Linked DNA regions of Canis lupus: region 2 is linked to region 1. The links are chromatin contacts, called in public Hi-C maps. All regions are on one chromosome and are shown on one strand. The core of a region is the stretch at or near the end of the contact, and the rest is flanking DNA. Distances in the headings are between cores, read along the strand shown.

Region 1 (4,208 bases), core at 1,632-4,131:
CATCTAGTGTAGGCACACCAATTCTAAGTCTCTCCCTTACTTGGATTTTTTTTTTTTTAATCTGTCTCTCCCAGTGGACACAGGAGAACTGGCCGGCTCAGTCAGAAAAGCATGCAACTCTTGGGTCTCAGAGTTGTGAGTTCAAGCCACAGGTGCATGAGTACCTGGGTATAAAGATTGCTTAACTAAACTTTTAAAAAGTGCATGAGTACCTGGGTATAGAGATTGCTTAACTAAACTTTTAAAAATAAATTAAATTAAATTTGGGGCACCTGCATGGCTCAGCCGGTTAGGTGTCTGCCTTCAGCTCAGGGGACCTGGGTTCTGCATAAGGCTCCCTGCTGAGCAGGGAGCCTTGCTTCTCCCTCTCCTCTCTGCTCGTGCTCTCTCTCACTATCTGTGTGTCTCTCTCACTCAGATAAATAAAATCTTCTTCAAAAATTAATTAATTTAATTAAAAAATCTTTAAAAATCCTTAGCTTTTCTATTACCTACAGAATAAAATCCTTGGCCTGACCCTGTCAAAGCTCTAGCATCCAGCACTACGTAAACATTGAACAGAATCTCCTACAATTCCCATTCTCCAACTAAACGGGGCTCTTCCAACAGGGAAAAAAACACCAGAAAATGAGAAACCCAGAACCATAAATAGATAAAAGGCTTCCCTTCCCAACAATCCAATGAAGGATAAACCCCAAATTTCAAATTTCCCGTTTAAACAACTCCTTTGAAGATCTGGGTAACAAACGGCAGAAGAGTTAGGATCTAGCAAGGGCAATGTTGTCAAAAGAAATGAACCTTTGATGATGACTATGAACTCTCATGAATCCTTTCTTATCCTGAAGCAACTTCCATTTCTCTGGCCCAATTACCTGTTATCTAAGAACTTTGGAAATCCTAATCCCCCATATTGACTCCACTATCACTGTGCCTTTGCACTAGACATTCTCTTCAAAAGCAAGCTAGGACTTTTCACTGGGGAGGAGGAAACGGAATCTGCCAACTCAATTTTAGCTACAACAGCCCAAAAATAGGACTTGGCATAAGAAAAAATTATCTGTTCAAAAGAAAATCTTCTGCTTTTATCACACTAATCTACAACTGTAGTCCATACCCACTCCTCAGTAAATCAGTCTTCCATGTAAGCCCTGAGGAGGCATTCTTAACCTTAGGCTTATGAAGCTGGGGTGACTTCAGCAAGAAACTTTCTTTTCAATCAACTTAGGCCCCACCCCACTCCTACTCTTGCAGACCTGGAAGACAAAAATCATCAAATGGAAGTCACTAGAGGTTCTCAAAATTCCTTCTCCGGTCTGGATAATACAATTTTTAGTTACAAGCACCCTGGATTGGGGGAGGCGGGAGAGGCAAAGGGGGGATGCAGGGGGATGGGGTAGAAGGTCTGATATCCAGAGCAAACAGGGTAGGCTATCTGGTGTATATGACGGAGGTAACATCGGAACTCCTGATAGCCCAGATGCTGCCACAAAGAACCAAGTCTTGGTCATCTAGGACAAAACCCAAAGATCATAATAAAACATCCAATTCACAGGCTATTAACTCTACAACTCCAGACCGGCTAGTACACAAGTCATTAAGTCCTTAGGCTTATTTTAAGTTCTGAGAAAGAAGGTGGAGTATCTCTGGTATGAGTCTGAGCTAGCATTTGTGTAAAAAGCATTCTACAGCTCTATAAGCTGAGAACCACTATAAATGAGCAATTCTAATGCTGTATTTTGTTTCTGCCCCAAATAGACTGTAAATTCACTGAGGACAAGAAACAGAAACCTGATGCACCTCCAAAGCTAGTACCCTCTGTTAGACTCAAAACACAATTGATGGTCTGATAATAATCACACTGGGGGAAAAAATGGATTCTAACATGTTCTCAAAATCAGACAGAAGACGATACCAGTGACTGGAAGGGCCCACCTGGTGCCAGGCTAACTCATGGGCCAAGGCTGAACTTAGCATTCACTAGAGTTCCTACTGGGCAAGAAAGGTCAGCTTTTGTTATATACGGCAGTCTACAACGTATCAAATGCTGGGAATCAGAATAATAACTGCTAAAATAGAGCTCTGTGAATAAAAACGGAGTTCAGGATACTGACACAACAGCTTTATCCACAAGAAAGAAGTAGGAGCAGCTGAAAGCCAAAGTCAAGTAAAGGTTGATTCAACAAGCGAACCACCTATGCTCCTATTTCTTACACTGTTTCACTAGCGGTTAGCAGTGATTAGGTCGAGGTGAGAGAGATACTTCGGAGTCTGCTTTTCCATTTTAAAGCTCTACCCATTTTAAAGGTATGTTAAAGCCGAAGTGAACGCTGAAATGGAGTTTTCCTGGAGTGAAGCGGGTTTCTCCAGAATTCCAGAATCAGGCTTGTGGCAACCTTTCTGAGCCTCAATTTCCCCTTTCACAAAAGAGGGCAATGCAGGCTCCTCTCGGGACTTCACGGGGCGGTGATCTGCTATAAAAGAGAGTGACGAGGGAGGAAAAGCAGCGCACCAAAGTAAACACATTATTACTGCGATTACGTAGAGAACCATTACCCGCTAGGATGAAGCTCCCCACACAAGAGATGAAGCCCGAGAGAAAAGAGTTGAAGGGGAAGGTCCCCACGAGGAGGCAATAACCGAACTGCAGCGCCCCGGTCAGCAGTATGTACAGGAGGTACGCGTCAAGCAGCTTCAGGCGCTGAGGCGTGGAGCTCAAGTACTCCTCTAGGAACCGCGAGATAACCGACGCTACCGACGCCGACATGACTACACACTCGCTTCTCGGCCTGCGCTCCCCGAACGCCCGGCGAAAGCCACGGCCACCCCGGATGTAGTCCGTAGCCTTGACGCCTGCGCACCTCTGCAGCCCCGCTCCGCCCGCCCCGAGTCGCCTCTTTGCGCAGGCGTGTACTCAGGCCCGGGCGCGAAGCAACTACCGCGCAGACGCAGAGCACATCTACAGACGTGGGCCACGGCCTGCTAAAGCTAAGGCGCCTGCGCAGTGGATCTGATCCGTCCCTGGGCCGGAGACGTGTGCTCTTTCCGTCCTACTTCCGTGGTCAGGTCGGTGACGCCCACAGTTGCTCTAGCAACAGGATACTGTGGGAGGAAGAGGGGGACAGGTTTTACAAAGGACAGCGTAGCCACCCGAGGGTTCCGGCTTTCTTTGGCCCACCCGCGTCTTCAAAGATTGAGTGTTTGGATCTACTGTGAGGCAACGCCTGGCGTCCTCGGGGTTCAGTCGCGACGCAGCCCCAGCTCTGTTAAGGGCAAATGCCTGCCCCAGATGATTAGAGCAAGTTACGTCCGCCCGCAGAAAGACCCACCGCTGCTAATCGCTGCGCAGGCACTAGCTTAGGCGGGGTTATGGGGGGAGGCAGCTTGCCCTCTACCTGGCCCTGAGCGGGACTTGGGATTTGTCCCTGGGAGCGCTAACGAATAAGCGCGGTACACAGGGAACCCCAAGTCCGCAGGCATTCATTAGTTCAGCAAATATTTATTGGGCGCCTCGTGGCGCTGTGCTAAACTGTAGGTGCCGTCCGGGGGGGGGGGGGGGGGTCTTGCTGGGGGCGGGGACTGAGTGAAAACAGTCGATTAACCTGCATACTGGGGGTGACCGGGTTAAGCAACCTTTTGCTCACAAGCTGGCATCTTGAACCCGGTGTAGTGCCCCAGGACGCTACGCTGGAAGGCACACAGGAGCATTGCCTGGTTCAAACCCTACCTCCTCCAGCACCTTTTGCAGAGGAGGCTGAAGGTTTATGGTTTTGCGTTTTAACAAATGGAATTACCATTATATATTTATAACATATTTAGCGTTTTAACTTTAAAAATCAGATCCACTTTAATTTCTGGCTTTCGCTGCCCTTTTTTTTAAGATTTATTTATTTATTCATGAGAGACACAGGCAGAGGGGGAAGCAGGCTCCCTGCAGGGAGCCCAATGTGGGACTCCATGGCGAGCCGAAGTAGACACTCAACCGCTGAGCCACCCAGGCGTCCCTTTCTCTGCCCTTTTAATTTCACATTAATCTAACCTTCCAGCCCTGCTTCTCCTTCTCTCATCTTTCAGTTGCAGGTCGCACGTAACCAGGTGCCTTTTTTTTTTTTTTTAAGATTTTATTTATTTATTTATTCATGAGAAAGAGAGAGAGAGGCAGGCTCCATGCCGGGAGGCTGATGTGAGACTCATCCAGGGTCTCCAGGATC
Region 2 (4,267 bases), core at 1,203-3,702, 200 kb after region 1:
GTCCCCTCCTCCCTGGCTCTGCTCCAGTTCAGCAGAATATTGCTCTGGGACACTTTATCCCCTTTGCAGGCCATAGGACTGGCCCAATCAACTATGAACAGTAGCTGCTCTGCAAACATGAAAAAGGAGCAGCAGCTCTCCTGGCTATGCTAGGCACTCAAGCTTATAACAGACCAGACACAGCTCAGGCTGCATGTAGTTACTCATTTAATAAATGTTTTGTTGAAAAAGGCTTTCCGGCTGAGGTCTATTTCTTGCCAAGCATCTGGTGTCAGCTTTCCTAAACTTCAGATACATGGCCCAAGAGGTTACCCCCACTGGGAAGGCTGACATGGGAAGAGCCAGACTTGGGTGTTGCCATGTTCTGCTTAACAAGTTGAACCCTGGGGTTTCTATGGTTCTGGCTGAACCAGAGGCTGGTCAGAGAGAGAGGTTGACCTCCCGACCCCAATTTGTATAGGGGAGCCCTGGAGGTACTCAGCCCCCAAACAGTCACTGTGGCATAGGTATCTAATATCTATCGTATATCTCCACAAACCCCTTAGTTGCCCAGGACCCAGGGGAACCCTTCCTATTACACAGATTCTGGGAGAAAAAGACCTTTGCTCCCATTACAACACAGAGCACTGGGCTTTCCTTCCATTATCCTGTCACAAACCTGTAAAAGTTCCTGGATCTCTAGTATTGCTAGAGCTTCCTACCTGACCTACATTCTGTCCAGCTTCCTTTATTCCTGGCCTTGCTTTCTTTCCCACTCTTCTCCCCACTACCTCCTTCCTCTCTCGCTGACCAGTGCAATTCTGGGATCTTAGATTTCGCTGATGATTGAGTTTTCTGTCTCCCACACTTTTCCTGCTTCTGTTGTGCTACTTTTCCAGCTCTAGCTCTCAACCTCTTACCTGTTTCTCTTCCCCAGGTCAGGTTGGCTTCAGTTCTCCCACCCCCTTTCTTGGCCCTCCCTCTTCCCTGCATACCTCCACCTTTTGTTCTCAGCTGAGTCGGCCCCTGAAGATTTTACTCCTCAAGGAACTGCCTTTTTCCAACTGTAGAGGGGAAACTAAACCCCAAAGTCTGAACTCCCAATCTCTTGTCTTTTTTATTTTTATTTTTTAAGATTTAATAACAAGAGACCCAGAGAGAGAGCCAGAAAAAGGCAGAGACACAGGCAGAGGGAGAAGCAGGCTTCATGCAAGGAGCCGGTTGTGGGACTTGATCCCGGGTCTCCAGGATCATGCCCTGGGCCAAAGGCAGGCACTAAACCACTGAGCTACCCAGGGATTCCCCACCACCACCACCCTGACTTTTTTTTAGATTTTATTTATTCATGAGAGACACAGAGAGAGAGGCAGAGGCATAGGCAGAGGGAGAAGCAGACTCCTCACAGGGAGCCTGATGCAGGACTCAATCCTGGATCCTGGATCCCAGAATCAAGCTCAACCGCTGAGCTACCCAGGTGTCCCCCAACCTCTCTGGTCTTAACAGTTTCCCCAAACTTGATTTGCCTTTCCCCACATTCCATGGCCTTGCACTTCTTTCCTCCCTGGCTAGTTCTACTTTAAGGAGCAGCCAGATTGCAAATGATGATAATTAAGGGAGTGCATATGTCTTTTCCACAAGGACAGCCAGTGTGGTTGTGGAGTTTGTTAGTGGGTAGTAGGGTTTCGTTACCGTTGCATGTTTTGAGCAGGAGAGTGATGAAGGTGGTTGTCAAGAACAAGGGGCAAAAGTTTCAATTCGATTGAGCCACGGGTCCCAGCAGACAATCTGCACCCCAGGCGTGGTGGATATGGAAGACCCCCACCAGCAGCATCCCAGACTTTGAACTCGTCTGCCCCTAGCCACTGAGCCTCCCAGTACTTGCCTGCTCTGAGAGGAGACAAACGTTGAATACCAGAGGAATCAAGCCACCTAAAATATGCTTAGGGGGAGAAAGTCTCCCACATCCCGTCTCCTGGGTCCCTCCTCCCCAGACCCCCCCCCCCCCCGAACTGTGGCCTCAACCCTTGCAGATAGCAGCCTCCACCACAGAAAGGCAACTTAAGGGGTTTTTGTGCGTGCGTGCGTGCGTGCGTGTGTGTGTGTGTGTGTGTGTGTGTTTTACCCCGCTCTTGGCTGTAATTGGATTCAGGCTGAAACAACCACGTCCGCACCGGGAAAGGAGGGCATTGGAGCGGGGGCGGAGAGGCTGTGGGAGAAGGGAGGGACCAGAAGAGTGAGAGAGGGCTCGTCGTGCAGTTCGCAGACTAAGCAGAAGAAAGATCAAAAAAACGGAAAAGGGGACGAACAGGCGCTTGCAAGAACAATCCTCCCCTTCTCCAAGGGACAGCGCTCTAGGAATCCAAATTCAGTGCCCACCGAAGACAAAGGCGCCCCCCAGGGAGTGGCGGCGCGCCCCAGGGCTTGGGCCCCGCTGCGGAGCCCGCACGGCTGGCTGCCGGGACGGTCGCGGACCATGTCTCCTGCCCCACGGCCCGCCGGCGGTCGGCTGCTGCCCCTGCTCACGCTCGCCACCGCGCTCGCCTCCCTCAGCTCGGCCCAAAGCAGCTTCAGCCCCGAAGTAAGTGAGCTCCTCCGGCCCCCCGGGAGTCGCCCCCGCCGGGGAGGCGAGCCGGGGTCCGCAGGGGTACAGCCCCCCCTCGGAGAGCGGGGCGCTCGCGGTCTGGGCGTCTTCGCCCGAAGGAACCCCCTTCCTTTCCTCTCCCTCTTCATCTCCAAACTTCCCGGTCGATCCAACTTCTGCCCCCCACCCCCCACCCGCCGCCGCCGCCGACTTTCTTTCCCAGTCCTTCCCCTGGAAGAGCTTTATAGCAGGGGCCCACCCCCACCCTCCCGGGCCCCGGGGCCCCGGGCTCTGAGCTCAGCTCCGGAACCCGGAGGGAGCCTGGTAAATACTTGGACCCCGCTCAGCCCTGCGCTGCCCGGGTTTCTCGTCGTGTGCGTGCGTGTGCGTGTGCGCGAGCCCGTTGTTGCTTCCACCTTCCACCTTCCACCTTCCAGCTGCCGGGGCGGCCGGGGAGGCTCAGCAGGACGGCGGCTCGCTCGGCCCGCGCGGCGCGCCTCCAGGCGGCCCGGCCCGAGGATGCAGCCGCAGCCAGGTGGGGTGGGCGCTGGGCCGCCGGCGGCACCGGTACCAGCCCCCACCCCGCGCCGCGCCGCCCGCGCCCGCGCCCGCGCGGACCCCTGTGACCCGCCCGCCGGAGCCCCGGCGTCGTCGAGGGTCGCGGGGCTGGCGCCCTGGCAGCCTTTCAGTACACACAAAGGTCCCCTTGTGAGCGGGCTCGGCCGGGCCGCCGCCTCCTCCCTCGGCCCCCCTCGCTATCCCCCCAGCGGCGCCCTTAGGCTCGTTTTGTTGCTTTTGTTAATTGCTTTTCTGTGTTAATTGCGGGGAGACTGAGGGCCTCGCGCCGGGGACGGGGGAGAGGGCCCGGCCCGGGCACCACACAGGTCTCCGACTGCCTTGGGCGCCCCTCTCCCCATTCCCCGACGCTGGCCCACCGGCCCGGGAGGAAGACGCGTGGGAGTTGTCTGGGGACGTCTTTCCTCTCTTTCTCTCTCTCTCTCTCTTATTTTGGGGTGAAGGTGGGAGACGAATTTGATCAGCTTCTTATTTTGGGCCATCCCAACCCACTCAGCCCGGCAGGGCCTGGGTGCGGTCAGGAGGGGCCGGGAAGGGCCCCAGAAGGGGGAAGGGATCTGGACTTGGCTTCCTCCCTCTTGGTCCTGGCCGGCAACCCACCCCCGGAGGAAACATCTCCAGAAAGAACACACTCTCTCTGTCCCGAAGGGGATCTGAGGCTAAAAAGAAAAGTGTGGCCCTAGGAGTGGGGGTGACCAAGGAGAGTGCAAATCTGCCCTTGGTCTAAACCTGACGTGGTCCAGCAGGAGGAGGCATCCTCTCTCCTGGCCTAGAGTCTTAATCGGGGGCCTGCAAGGAGAGGTCCTAACAAAAGAAGCCTGGGCATCTGGGGGCTTCCCACTGCCAACTTTGCCTGCCCTGCCTTCCCTCGCCTGCCCCACTAGGCCCCCTAGGGGAGGGGCAGCAGTCCTGGCTCTGTTTTAAGTGGGTCATGGGCAGTCCCAGTGCCAGAACCACCATTTGCTTCTGGGCCAGGGAGGGGTGGGAGGTAGAGGGAGGGAGGAGCAGGCCCAGAGGCTCAGATCCAGGGCCTGCTGGAGTGCCAGAGTTCCCCCCAACCCACCCACCTTCTCCAGGACTCCTAGGCCAGAGGTGGGAGGGGTTCTCTGGACTTTTCCCCTAGGAATAAAT

Evidence for each region. A called contact is a pair of places that touch in the nucleus more often than the background predicts.
Region 2: a Hi-C map of blood shows a contact between it and region 1, with 2.9 times the contacts expected there. The contact joins the promoter of MMP14 here to the promoter of DAD1 in region 1. A contact is called at or near these places in 2 of 9 Hi-C or Micro-C datasets (amygdala and blood).

Annotation. Positions count from the first base shown.
Region 1 is chr8:3,105,638-3,109,845 of UU_Cfam_GSD_1.0, forward strand. It overlaps DAD1 (dolichyl-diphosphooligosaccharide--protein glycosyltransferase subunit DAD1), which reads right to left and starts at 2,882. Exons shown (of 3, transcript XM_038544147.1): 1 at 2,554-2,882. The coding sequence starts at 2,764.
Region 2 is chr8:3,304,327-3,308,593 of UU_Cfam_GSD_1.0, forward strand. It overlaps MMP14 (matrix metalloproteinase-14), which reads left to right and starts at 2,453. Exons shown (of 10, transcript XM_038544150.1): 1 at 2,453-2,557. The coding sequence starts at 2,453. All of the region lies in intron 2 of SLC7A7 (Y+L amino acid transporter 1), which reads right to left. It also overlaps a transcript of MRPL52 not described here.